Linked DNA regions of Zea mays: regions 1 and 3 are each linked to region 2. The links are chromatin contacts, called in public Hi-C maps. All regions are on one chromosome and are shown on one strand. Each heading gives the region's core, a stretch centred on a gene start, on an enhancer-like site or on the middle of the called end of the contact. The rest is flanking DNA. Distances are from core to core; before and after follow the strand shown.

Evidence for each region. Hi-C and Micro-C count contacts between places; a contact is called where the count stands out from the background.
Region 1: a Hi-C map of tassel shows a contact between it and region 2, with 3 times the contacts expected there. The contact joins the promoter of LOC100282142 here to the promoter of LOC103651025 in region 2. A contact is called at or near these places in 3 of 25 Hi-C or Micro-C datasets (ear, leaf and tassel).
Region 3: a contact with region 2 is called in a Hi-C map of leaf, with 5 times the contacts expected there. The contact joins the promoter of LOC100217041 here to the promoter of LOC103651025 in region 2. A contact is called at or near these places in 3 of 25 Hi-C or Micro-C datasets (leaf, leaf mesophyll and tassel).

What each region holds. Positions count from the first base shown.
Region 1 is chr3:185,868,212-185,872,997 of Zm-B73-REFERENCE-NAM-5.0, forward strand. LOC100282142 (elicitor-responsive protein 1) reads right to left here and starts at 2,730. Exons shown (of 5, transcript NM_001155054.2): 1 at 2,551-2,730; 2 at 2,336-2,401; 3 at 2,024-2,162; 4 at 1,731-1,875; 5 at 1,293-1,571. The coding sequence starts at 2,617. The coding sequence ends at 1,515. It overlaps LOC103651024 (ribonuclease II, chloroplastic/mitochondrial), which reads left to right. Exons shown (of 14, transcript XM_008676615.4): 14 at 1-488.
Region 2 is chr3:186,054,524-186,059,061 of Zm-B73-REFERENCE-NAM-5.0, forward strand. LOC103651025 (O-fucosyltransferase family protein) reads left to right here and starts at 1,317. Exons shown (of 10, transcript NM_001330525.1): 1 at 1,317-1,926; 2 at 3,355-3,424; 3 at 4,222-4,289; 4 at 4,404-4,492. The coding sequence starts at 1,540.
Region 3 is chr3:186,213,290-186,218,031 of Zm-B73-REFERENCE-NAM-5.0, forward strand. It overlaps LOC100217041 (receptor expression-enhancing protein 6), which reads right to left and starts at 2,299. Exons shown (of 8, transcript NM_001359552.1): 1 at 2,046-2,299; 2 at 716-774. The coding sequence starts at 2,078.

The sequences.
Region 1 (4,786 bases), core at 1,480-3,979, 180 kb before region 2:
TGAGTAAATGCTTGCAAAGCTCACTCGCACTTTGCAGTCTTGTGTTCCTCTGCCGTTTACTGCTGTTCATTTTTGTGGCAGTGATATAGGCGATTTATTACCTTGGAAAATATCTGCTGATTCTTCAAGTTAGCGACTTGCGTAGCATGGCTACAATACAAATGGTAAAAGGACTAGGGTATTGGTCTTGGTGCCAAAGCTCATTCCAATTCGAGGACGAAATGATGAAATCATAGGTGGTTTTCATTGGTATACAGAATACAGTCCGACAGTTCGTTTCTTCCGAGGTAGGTTCTCTTTGTGCCGAACAAGGTTCCAAGTGCTGATAACTGGGAATTTTGTATAGCTGAACACGCATGCAACATTTTTGTACCTGAATTTGGTACCTCTGACGTTGTCGGCACATTCTGCTATATTTGAACACTGAGGTGGATGATCGATGTACAGAATAATAATAATTCCAATATCATTTCCTTATATGCCCTCAATTATTTAATTGTAATATACTCCTTCGGTTCTTTTTTATGTGTCGTGGTTTAGTTTAAAATAAACTAGCGGGATACGACAAATATTCGAGGTTATTCGAGGTTCTTTTTTATCTGTCGTGGTTTAGTTTAAAATAAACTAGCGGGATACGACAAATATTCGAAAGCGGAGGTAGTACTAGTTTGAACACTGCAGGGAATGTCCTATTATTCAGCACTTTATAAGGGATACCCAGATGTTTCTAGGGTGCAGCCGTTCAGGGTGCTATTATCATTGGACTGTAAAAAATCACATTGTGCCTGAAGTGAAAATAAACTAGCAGAGGTGTTCGGTTCTAAGGTTGTGGATAAATTCTATTTGTTGGATTTAGATTAGACGAATGTTATTTGTTGTTTAAAAATAAAGCAAAAAATCAGGCCACTTTCGTATAAAATATCCCCTCATGTATGCCGTAGATCCCATTGCATGCAAGTTTACTTTTTAATTGGGTTGCTTGCATGCTCCTTTTGAAATCCATTCAAAAGTAGGGTTTTATCTGTGGGCTCCTATTGATGTTGCTCTAAAGAATCTCTTGGAATTGTTCAGTTAACGTGCCAACTTATTAACTGGCTTCTTGTTGGACTGTTGGATTGAGTGAGTATTCATCCCCGACCATCCTCTCGGGTACATGGAATCTGTCTCCCTAGATTCGTTGTTCATTGTTACTTCTTATCAACCAAATGGTAATATCTTAGATTTAGAGTCCCTTGGGAATTAACTATATACCTATTCTCCACCCTGTTCCCCACTGAAATTAACTAGAACCATTTCTGACACAGAATCAAGAAGCTTAGGGAGTCGATCAACGGGTTTGACCGGTCTTCAGTACAGACATGATTTCCAACGAGATATGGTTGGATTGAATCATTGAATTGAACCCTAGAAATGTTAGGCACAGATTGCTCGTGGACATAAACAAAAACTACATCCAACCCGAAACACCACCAAGCAACCAAAGAACTTGAGAGAGTCCACGACGCCTATCACTTTCACTGATTAAAGCTACTGTGCCTCCATCCTCCAATTGCTCCTCCATCTTCCTGAACCTGAAATCGCGGGCGGCAACAGGCATCCGATTAAACTGGCGTGTCAGGAGGAGAAACTCAGCGGCGGCACGTAGCATTCGATTGGCTCCAGGCCTCCAAACACGCTGGCATCCATGGCCACGACCACGACGCTTCGAAGCAAATACCGTACGTACGTACCTGGGTCTGGGTGGAGGTGAAGGTGATGGCGACCTTGATCTCGCCGTGGTACGTCTTGTCGGCGAGGACCACGTTGTGCTTGGCCGCGTTGAGGTGGTACGTGCCGCGCTCGGCGCCCAGGCTGACGATGTCCGTCACGTCGATCCTGCAGGGGCGCGGTCGCGCAGACGGCAGACACCTCGATCAGTTCAGTTTATTCGACCGGCGGTGCGGTTGCGGTTGCGGTTGCAGGACAGCTGGTCCTGATGGCAGTGGCAGAGACGCAGATCTCATTCGGGCAGGTAGGCACTCACGTCGCCTCGCCGAGGAAGTCGTCGCTGGAGAAGTTGTCGTGGTCCATGATCCGGAGGATGAGCTTGTGCTGCACGTTGGCCGCGGCCGAGTTGATCTGGAACTTGAACACCTCGTTCCAGCACGGGTTCCTTCCTTGGTCTGTGGGAAACCGGGATACGATATATACACACGCACAGAGGTCAGGGGTTGTTCAGTTATTAGAGGATAGATCACGATATCGGGGTGCGTTAGGAAGAACCGGCACGCACGCACGCCCCGACCCCGAACCCTGCCGCCTGATAAGAAGGAACACAAGAAGCGCTAGCGCTGACCTCGGGCGACGCTGCTCTTGCGCTCCTGGCTCCGGTACTGCATGATCACGTAGGGGTCCAGCTTCCCTGCAGTAGCAGCGGCGACAACACGATGCGCAGCTCAACGTCAGGACAGGACACCGGACGAACAACCAAGAACACACGCCCCAACGCGAACGCAGTTCACGCGCGCGCAAGGGGGAGAGAGTGGGAGACCGACCCACGCACTGACGCACCTAAGAAATCGTTGCCGGAGAGCCCCTTGGCGTCGACGAGGTGCACCTCCAGGACGCCCTTCCCCATGTTCTTCTTCCTCCTCCCCCTCCCTGGCGCGCTGTCCTCTCCTCCAGGTGGCGTTGGAGGCGCTCTCTCCTCTCTTGCGGCGGCGCGGCTCTATGTAACTAACGAAGATGGCTGACCGGGAGCGCGCGCGGGCGCGCGTATTTATCGCCGCCTCGCCTCACTCCCGCTGCCTTGGCTAGTTGGCTGGCGGCCTGGCGCTGTCCAAGTCAAAGCTCTGAAACGGTCTCGCAAGACCCGCCATCGCGAAAGCAGAGCGAACGCACGCCTTTAATCCCAGTCCACCTCATCGACCCTTTCTCGTCCATGCAAAGATGCGTTGCGCTTGCGCGGCGCGCCCTCCGTTTGTTCTGCCAACTTGGCCTCTTCTGCGCGAGCAACTCGCCGTGCGTCGTGTTGTCTTCTTCGTGGAAGCCACGGCCCCAACCACCGGATGCTTCGTTGTACATATAGACCCGCGGCGAAAACATACGGCGCCTCTTGCGCGGTGTATACTCCGACGTCGTCGGTTCATACACAACTTTCCAGCAAAAATAAAAAATAATAAGTAGGTACAATTCTACCGAGTTGAAGTGTGTATTTATATAGAAAAAACATTAATATGTAGTACTGTTAGGTTTTTTAATTAAATATATTTTTATCAGTATACCTGTTCTTGTCAAAATGATATTTTTTCCCTATAGTCTAGTTAAATTTAGATGGTTTTATTAATAAAAAATTAAATTGTACGCTTTTTTTTCCCGGAACAGCGATTGGATTTGTTGTCACGGTGCAGGACCGTCGCCGTCGGTATGTAGTACGCACGCGCAATCTGTACAGCGTTACTTGTAGTTCGGACTGTTTGATTTGTGGGCTATAATAAAAAATCTAGAGACGTTTGATCATTCTTACGCGGGTAATTTGTTTGTTTTTTAGGTCGCTACGGAGAATCCGTTCAACTAAAGGCTACTCGGTCACTAGTCTCTGGTCATCTCTACACAATACACATAAGATTTGCTGGAGTGGCGTCTGTATCTTACGTCACCTATCATTGGTTTACCCCCGTTTTTTCTATGAAAATAAATGGATTTTTTAAGACAACATCCGAATTTCTTTGACTATACGAAAGCTAGATTACTGTGTTCTACAGAAGCCTTTGAATGCAGGATTGGTTTAGCTCATTCAAACGGCATAAAAGAACTATAGCAAATAGTTGGCAGCAGACAACCATGGCATTTGGCACGCCTCTCTTAATAATACAAGCACAGAAGATTCAGCCAACCATGGAACCAAGCCTGTCGTAACTTTTTCTTGCCAAACCCTTGCGCCCACAAATCAGGCTTTATTGTTACAAAATGAGCGGATCCATGCTGTTTCGCAACATGTGGGACGCACATAACAAAAGAAACTAAAAAAAAGCAATCTGACATTCCAATAGGAAGCTTAGCAGTTCCCTTTAAATTTCTACTCCTACATCACTTTTTGCGTTACATCATTGTCGGCGTTTCGAGACCGGGGGGTCCCTGGACCGACGAGTGAATGTCGCCGCGTGCCCCAGCCCAGATGGGTCGAGCGCGGGGGCGAGCGCGAAGGGGGGAGAGCGAGGCGGCCGGAGACCGGCGTGAGAGAGGTGGGAATCCCGCGGCCTTCGTGTTCGTCCCGCGCCCAGGTCGGGTGCGCTTGCAGTAGGGGGTTACAAGCGTCCACACGGGAGAGGGAAGCGAGCGGCTCCAAGCGAGCGCCTGTCTCGTCCTCGTCCCCGCGCCGCCAACCCTCTCTAAGAGGGCCCTGGTCCTTCCTTTTATAGGCGTAAGGAGAGGATCCAGGTGTACAATGGGGGGTGTAGCAAAGTGCTACGTGTCTAGCGGAGGAGAGCTAGCGCCATAAGTACATGCCGTTGTGGCAGCCGGAGAGATTTTGGCACCCAGCTGGGGTGATGTCGTGGCCGTCGAAGGAGCGATGGAGCCTGGCGGAGGGACAGCTGTCGGAGCGGTTGGGTCCTTGCTGACGTCCTCTTGCTTCCGTAAGGGGGCTGAGAGCCGCCGTCGTCACAGAGTACGCGGGGCGCCATCATTGCCTATCTGGCGGAGCTAGCCAGATGGGACGCCGGTCTTGTTTCCTGCGGCCCGAGTCAGCTCGGGGTAGGGTGATAATGGCGCCTCCTGTTGACGTGGCTGGCCTGCGCCCTAGGTT
Region 2 (4,538 bases), core at 67-2,566:
GCGGGGGCAACAAGTTGGGGAGGAAGAACATGGCGAAGACCGGGAAGATGAACGGGACGTCCGACGACCGCAAAAACGATGGTGCACGCATGAGGTGAAACGTCCTCATGGACGTGCAATAGCCACTGCGGGAGTTGGTGTCGGGGCTGGTGTCGGTCGAATATGGGGAGGAGGCACATGCTCCTACGCCCTCTGCCGAGAATGGGGTGGCACGGAGATGGAGGCATGAGGGGAGAGAGGAAAGAAGTAGAATGACGAACGAGGTGGTGTCAACTGAGGCGATGACCATCATTATCGTACAGAGGTATAGATGGCCAAATAGACCGTGTCTGACGAGCCGGCCCGAGACACGATCCATTTAGTAGTGCCTGGGCCAACTCGGCACGAGCGTCATACGGTGCTTGAGCTGTAGCGTCGGCCCGTAGTGCTGGCCCGATCCGACACACGATTATTTTTTTTATTTTACAAAAAATCATATATACATATGTATAATTTATATTCAATATTATAAAATCATATATACATATGTACAATTTATGTTCTTCTGGTTAGACACATTTGCCAAATGTCTCACACCCTTCTTCCATCAGGGTGTGGGTTTAAACCCTACCTCCTGCATCGTTTTTAAACATTTTACGCTGAGTTGATTTGGAAGAAATGTAGAGTTTTTTTTTAAAAGATGGCGCAGGACGACTGTTGAAACTGATGCTTTAAGTATAGTAGAGATTTTTGTATATACATATTTGTTAAACTACTTTCTTTAAAAGTTCTCACCTCTGATCAACGTCCTCTATCTATCAATGTCCTCTATATGTTAAATATTACATTAGAGATACATTTTAATGTTTTTTATATACATATTTGTTATATCCCCGAATCTCTTATATAAATTTGAGTTTTGCTTAATTTGTTGAAATCATACACATGGATAGAAAAGAAAAAAAAGATAGTTTCTGTATACAAATAAGACAGCATATTTAGCATAACAAGATTAGAGAAACATTTTTAATAAACATATAGAGCGGAAAATTTTATAAATATAAGAGAACGGTTTACGTGACTTCGTTGGAGTCAGTCTGAAAAAGAACACCCAAAAGCCAAATCGCCGTCACTCGGTCAGCGCTACCGCTACGGCGTGCGACCGAACCCACGCCTCAAAAGCACAAAATTTCTGAAATCCGACGCACCGAAACCACCAAGGCACCAACCCAACCGCACCGGGCCACTAACCAGCAGTCCAGCACTGTGCCACCCACCCGAGAGCGGTCGAGTCGAGCCCCGAAACCCGCCCGGCACGGCGCACGCGAACGCGGTCACGCGCCGCGCACATGTGCCCCCGCCGTCTCCCCGCAAAAGCGCAGCGCCACCGTCCCGCCGCCGCCGCCGCCCGTTGGTTTCCTTCGTTTTTTTCCCGCTCCACGCCGCCGCGGAGGCGCGATCGCGTGCGAGAAGCCCTAACTCGAGCTCTGGACTCCAGCCCAGAGCCCGGGCGACGCGTGGTCGCCCATACTCGGAGGTCCCGGGTCCCTGGAGGCTTCGATGCAGAACCACGCGTACAGCCGGCTGGGCATCTCGGGGACCGGGGCGGTCGTGCCGTCGCCTCCGTCGTCGCCGCGGCGCGCGTGGGGGAGGAGGGCCTCGGCGAAGGGAGGATGGTCTGCGAGGGCCAGCGCGGACGCGGGCTGGGGCGGGGGCGCGGTGCGGAGGGTTGCGCGAGCGGTGCTTGCGGCGCTGCTGCGGCGGCAGGCTGTGTTCCTCTTTGCGCCACTGCTGTACGTGGCGGCGATGCTGCTCTACATGGGCTCTATCTCGCTCGACAGTGTGCCCCGCATCATCCCGCGCCCGGCGCCCGGGTCAATGTACCGCAGCCCGCAGCTCTACGCCCGTCTCCGCGCCGACATGGACGCCGATAATGCCACCGACGCGGTTAGTTACTCCTGCGCATGAGCACCCCCATCTACTGGACTGGGATTTATGCTTGTGGTGGAAATATTTAGTGGTTTTGTTTGATCGGGTGTCAAATTTCTGGTGTTCCGTACTATTGTCTGACACACCTAACAGTAAGCATGTTAACTAACCGAGCAGAGACACTGAAGTGTGTGCTTGTGAATTTATTTTAGTGACAGCTGATTCGGTCGAAGTTTTGGATTGAGTTATCTTCTAGTTGTTGGAGAATGACAATAAACTCATATAAATATGTGTGGACTGTGGAGTACCGATTTTATATTTTATAAGCTAGTTCGGGCATGTGTGCAGTGAATGACAAGACCAAACCGATGTCATTTCACCAGTTGATACCTGTTTCAGACTGTGGGGATCATGGAATATTATTCAATCACAATGGTTGGCTTGGTCAGAATCATATCACTGGATATGGGAATTTTGTTAGATCAACCGTTGCGACAATACAATGGTGTGTTTACATATCACCTTTTTGTGTATAGTTAAAAAACCTGGAGTAAAATACACAAAAGTTTGTGTACAGGTAATTTGTGTAATACCTCCCATTTGTGTTTTTTATAATCCACATTTTTTGCTGTTATAACACCCTCAATGCTTGACATGTTCTCGGTGAATTGCCAAATTCATTATAGTCCAAAAACAGAACAAGTTTCCTCAGATTATATTATTCAAATGCATGGAACTTTGGTAAATCAAATTACCTTCTCAACTCCTAGATACTCTGTATCTTAGGATAACTAAGTTATAGAACAAGTTTCCTGACATTATCCTCGATGAATAAGTTGAACTGTTCTAGGTTGATCCTGCCACCCCAGCAGCTTTTTTAGTTTCCTGGTGTTAGTTTCTGTCAGTTGGCTGGTTGCTATGATCTCTTGGTTGTTGCAGCCTGAACTCTGTATTTCTGTTATGAAAATAATAGAAATGGGGTCATCCTCGTATAAAAAAAGCGATAGACTGATTTCCCCATAGTTTAAAGGTCTATGGCAGATAATAACATATGCATCTGCCCTGTTGTTATATCAATACCTTTGTACCTAATTCTCTTGGTAAGAAGGCATATGTGTTTTGTTATCTTCAGTTCTTCACATATGGTGTATAAAATCTGCAACATTTTGTCTGCCGTTGTGGAATGGTTTAGGGCTAGGGTAATGGTATTCTACTGTTTGTTGGATACTTGAATTTGTTGTATTCGTTTGCATCATCTCAGGTGCCAGATGTTACAATGTAGTATATTCTTCATGGTACAAAATTGTTGTTTCGTTCTATTGCTTGGAACTTGTCATTTAACTTGTCCTGCTCCTGCCCCAATTTGCATGTTTATCTTAAGTTCAATTGTGGATGTTTTGTATTTGTGTTTAGTTTTATTCATAGTGATATTTCTGACTTTTGTAGCTAGCAGCTGTATGGCGGCATGCTTACAGAGGTGGTGTTTGGAGACCTTGCATAAGCAATAATACCAATGGTATGCCAATTTTCTTTTTCATGTTACAAGTCATATTTAATAATTCACAAGCTGCAATATTTCAAATAGTAGTCTATTCATGCTGACATGTCTGTTGATTTCAAAAGAAGCTAGCTTGTTCCATTCTTCAAAGGTACCATTCACTGTGTTCGGGTTTAGGTTACCTGATTATTATTATATGGTGATCCAATTCGATAGATCTTATGTGCAGTTGTGTATTGCCAAGTGCTAAAGGTCCATGCATATGGTGCCTTTTATTGGTTCAGTTGCAGCTTATGGCCTCTAAAATATTTCTTTTCATAAAAATGGAACATTCTCAGCAGTGATTTCTGTATTAAAACTTACATCACAACATAGGCTTGGGACCTATGTTGAAATTGTAGTTCTTATTAAAATGTTGAAGTATCAAATATTGTCTAAAATTTATGTTCTCATCAATGTTATCGGGCTATTTTGGAATTTGGACGGCCTCAACAGCAGGCCTTGTCATTTCCAGACCTGGCTGGTGCATGTCCTGAGGTCAGTCTACCTCAGGTTCTGAGCATTTTGCTTATAGAGTACATTATTTGAGCAAGAACAGTAGAACACATAATGCTAAATTGCTAATGAGCTGTTGATAGAGGCGTATAGACCTTTGGATTGCAATTGCAATTGCAATATTATATTTTGTGCATGGCATATTTTACTTTACTATTACATAACACTTTATTTGTATGCTTTATTAAGAGGTGCCATTTTGTATTATACCAATTTTATTTTGGGGGAGTTATCTAATGGTATCTAATTATTTTTGGTAGGCTTGCCTGAATCAAATGGCTACATATACATTGAGGCTAATGGTGGTTTGAATCAACAACGAACATCGGTATTTAGCTTCGACCTGAGGGCCTTCGTCAACATATTACCACTTTGCATGATTTATGTTGTAATCCTGTTTGCTAATTTCATTCCTGTTGTTTCTTAAAAACTTGTTTTGCAGATTTGCAATGCAGTTGCTGTTGCTGGCTTTCTGAATGCGACTCTTGTAATCCCAAACTTCCATTATCACAGCATTTGGAGGGATCCTAGGTGTTCCTCCCTCTCCTGAGTCCTGACTTTTATGTGCCCTTTCATT
Region 3 (4,742 bases), core at 1,049-3,548, 160 kb after region 2:
AGGGTTGGATGAGCCTCCCGGGGCGGCGGCGCGGAAGCCGGTGGTGGCTGGGAGGAGGTGGCGGCTGTGGGGTGGGAGGAATAAGAAACCCTAACCCTAGTCAGAAGAGTGAATTGTGGTTGTATTGCATAGAGAAGGGGTTACAATATATAGACTCAACCCTAACCCTAATGGGTCGGCAGCCCAACAGTGGTGCCGGCCCACACACACTCACACACACATAGTCTAACATCCATCACCAAGACAAAAAAGGTAAGGGCTCATAGTTGATCCTTGATAGAGTCCTATTCTAATCAAGAAGTCATATGTGTCTTCATCACTTATTAGAGCTTAGACACAAGATTGTTGTATATATACTTAATGAGTCCAACGTACTTCGTTGGAACCTTATGTTTTCCCAAAGCCCACCACTTAACATTTCTTGATAATTCGTTATAAGCCTTCTCCAAGTCAATGAAAACCATGTGCATGTCCTTCTTCTGCTCCCAATATTGCTCCATCACTTCTCTTATTAAGAAAATGACTTACATGGTTGATCTTCCGGGCATGAAACCAAATTGTTTTATAGAGATCCTCGTTACTCCTTGTTATACCAGTTTCGAAGAATGCTAAAAAAGTGCAGCTGGCTCATTATCCACCCTAGTACCAACTTCCAAGGAGCACAACACAGAGATAAACATGTTAACATTTCAGAATTTTTTCTATAACTAAGTACCTGGCTGTACGCATGACTATGTTAGAGCTTAGCGGTGCCAATAAGAGCCGCAGACCAACCTGCGAATACAGTTTTAACACAAATCATAAATATCTTATGTTGCAATGAAATTTTTTAGAAATTGTGAACTCTATGAAAAATCTATCCTGAAATCATTAAAAAGGTTAGGTATCAACACAATCCACAGTTCAGGAATTTTGAATATTCAAGTGTTATTCAAAGGCACTAAGAGCACTTAAATTCCATGGATCAACCATTAAATTTTAGGCCAAAGAAAATAAAAGAACCATCAAAATGAATAAGGTTTCATAAATAACCAAATACCATGGTGCTAGTGGAGCAACACACTATTGGCATGTGACTGGGTGTTACAAATTTGCTACACACAGGGTATTTTAAATCCAATTCATGTGCACTCTTGAAAGGCATCAAAACTAAAATTTAACCGAATACATTAAAACACAAAAGTCATTATCCATTCAGTCAGCTTTGGCGAATATTAATATGTAACCAGGTGTGTTCATATCAGAAATCACGAATAAGCTCGCATGATGATTAACAAATGAATTAATATTTGAAAGTCACATTTTCCCATAATGGGCCAGCCATTTTCACTAATATATTACTGATTTCTAAACATAATGACAAAATACACTGCAAGTTCAATGGCGGTTACAGGACTGTCCCAGTTCTCACAACAATCAATTCAGCCCTTCAGGGCTTGTTTGGAAGCGAAAATACCGGAGGGGATTGGAGGGGCTAAAATCCCCTTGCCATTCAAAATTAAATAGCAAGGGGATTTTTAGCCCCTTCGATTCCCTCCGGCAGTGTTTTAAAGGCGTCGTCCAGGCGCCTTGCTCGCCTACCTCGCCGCCTAGTGTCTTGCCTCGCCAAAGGGCCTCCGGTATTCTTGCTCCCAAACAAGCCTTCAGTAACGGGGCAAGAAGGTAAATTTCGGGGCACAATGGCTAGGATTCCCACATTCCCTAGGAAAGGCAGCCATACTTGGCTCAAGCCGCACGGCAGCTTCATAACCACCGAACAGAAACTCCCTGTTTTGCTCCACGATCTGCCGCAGCCCTTCGGTTCAAAACATTCAACCGCGCTCAATCCCAATCTGCACATTCGTCCCCACTACCCCAATCTGCACATTCGTCCCCCTACCCAAACCCAGCTGACAGAAACCATACACGGTTAATAAATTAGCACAGCTGCACGACAACGACATCCCAATCCCTCCGGAGATTGAGAGGGCGCGAGATCGCTCGAGAGGCACGGTGATCCAGGATTCCAGGTTTCCGTGGGAAAGCGGAGCGGGAAGGGCAAGTACCTCGCCGGAGATGGCGGGGGCGAGGAGAGCCATGGGTCGCCGAGGAGGAGCTGGAGGTAGGCAAACAAGTCGGTGTACAAAACCCGGCGCCGCAGCGGCTCCCTGGAGAGCGAGGGATCCGCCGCGATTTGGGCTCTGTGCGGCAGAAGAGAGAGAGAGAGAGGGGCGCCGGGGCGGGAGGTGGGGGGACCGGGGGAGGCGGCAGCAACTCAACGCGACGGCTGGAACGGGAAAGCTAGGGAGGATGGTTATTTGCGGCCCGGTCCCCGAACTGTCCACGATTTAAATGTCTGTGTCTGTCTCCACTCTCCAGCAAATGATGTATAAGAGCATCTCCAAGAGACTAGCTAAATAACTCTCCAAGCTAAATTTTAGCTACTCAATAGCAAAATAACTCTCAAACAGATTAGCTATCTGACTCGCCAAACTATCCGACTCTTCAAATTAACTCTCTCACTAGCCAAATTTGGTTAGTCACCTGACTAGCCAAACTAGATATATAGTCTGTTGGAGTGAGATGCTACATATAGAGTGTAATCTTTATGAAAAGTTAAATAGATAGTCAAATATAGAGCTAAAAATGAAGAGTCTCTTAGAGATGCTCTAATACCGCGTAAAACACCGCTTTAAATTGTAGACAACATTATTCATAATAAATTTTGAAATATAAAATATATAGAAAATGAAATAGAGAGGTGTTTATTTTCCCTAACTAATGTTTAGTCTGTGTCACATTAAATATTTAACTATAAATTATAAGTATTAAATATAGGCTTAATTAGATTTAATAAATTTGTTTCCTCTTTTAGTTCTCGTCTTTGTAATTAGTTTTATAGTTAGATTATATTTAATATCTGTAATTATTAAATAAACATAATGTGATAAAGACTAAATTTTAATTGGGTGGAACCAAACAACCCTATTAGAGAAATTTCAACATTAACCAAAAGGTAAGGTCCCAAAACATGACAATTGGGATCTTCTTAAAAGTATGAAATCCAAAAAAGTGTAACTCCAACAACTCTTAGGGCTACTTTGCAAACACCATTTTCCAAGGGATTTTAATTTTTCCAATGAAAAATAAACTAATTTCCTTTGGAAAAATGAAAACAAGCCCTTAATAATTTTCCTAAAGTGTTTTGAATTAGTCCACGTGGGTCTCGTGGGCGTCTCCGTCCTAGTCGAGAATTTTGCAATCATGGCACCGCCAAGGGCGGGCTTCAGAAACATGGCACGCCCATCGCGACAATTGCATTCGTGGCATTATAATCCTAGACGATTTGAACATTTAGCATCGGACCCTGGTAATGGTCATTAGCTCATGTCACTTTCCCGTTTTGCCCTCGCGCCGTTTCTTACCTGGGCGCCGTCCCTCTGCCGTTTTCTTACCTGGGCGCCGTCGTCTTCCAGTTTCGTTGAGTTGCCTTCGTCTTCCTCCCTCATTTCTGAGACCCGCAGCTCACTGCCAGCGTCCCCTCGGTCTTCCATTGTCTCCCCTGTCACCCTTCCACTAGCCGGATCCTGCTCCTGTGTTCCTCCCTGGAATCCGTTCGTCGCGAGCTTCAAATGCGGCCCGAGCGCCATGGATCTGCCCCGAGCGGCGTTCGTCCAGCAAGCGAGTCACCGGACCCTGCGCGCCCAGTTGAGGTAACTGATGATATGCAGTAAAATAGGCGGCCTGTTTAGCGTATGTTTTGTGTGTAGTGAACTAGAGCCGAGCTAGGCGTATTTTGTGTGCAGTGAACTAGGCGCCCAGCTGCCATTATAGTGTTTGTTGAGTGACATGGAGCCGAGCACCCATTTAGCATTTATTTTGTGTGCTGAGTAATATGAATGATCCTATGAACGACGAAACGACTACCTGCATGAACGAAGAAAATGAGTGGGCATTGACTTGTATTCCCACAGAGCATACAGAGATTAGTGGTTTTAATGAATTATAGACAATTTAGTAGATATATTGTATATTAAAACTATGTTTGGTGAATAGGGGAGTGGCCATGCAATGCATGATGTCGATTGGGATTCAATACTTGTAGAAGAAACCAACAATGAAGAAGGAAGAAATGATGTGACTAGTGAACACGGTCTATATTTTCAGCTTGGTTTAGACAATCAAGATGATAGAAGGGAAGATCATTCAAGTGGTTGCCGTTTTGGAAATACCAACACATGTGAAGATGAATTGGGAGCAGGAATTCCGTGTACTGATTCAGTGCTTGATGAAAATAGGACAATATATGATATGAACAATCCAGTTATGGAGCCTGGCAGCCTATATGCAACAATGCACCACTTCAGACTTGCAATAAGACAATACGCCATAAATAAAGAATTTGAGCTTGGAATAGAGGCAACCAATAAGACTAGATTCAGAGGGTATTGTAAAGGGCCAGATTGCCCTTGGAGCATTCATGCTAGACTGGAGAGGAAAGGGGCGCCAACAATTCAAGTAAGCTGAGAATATAGCTAATTGTACTGTATATGTGCTTTATATCTACCTTTGTACTCGTGGTTACATGCTCATGACACTGTAACTAATTTTCAGGTAATTGTATTGAATGACAAACATACTTGTACGTCTAGTGGTAGACGTAAGACCACTACACCGACAGGAGCTTGGGTTGCGGCACGTGTGCTTCCGTTATTGATGAAGAAGCCTCATATGGGAGCTAAGGAGCTACAAACCACATTGCA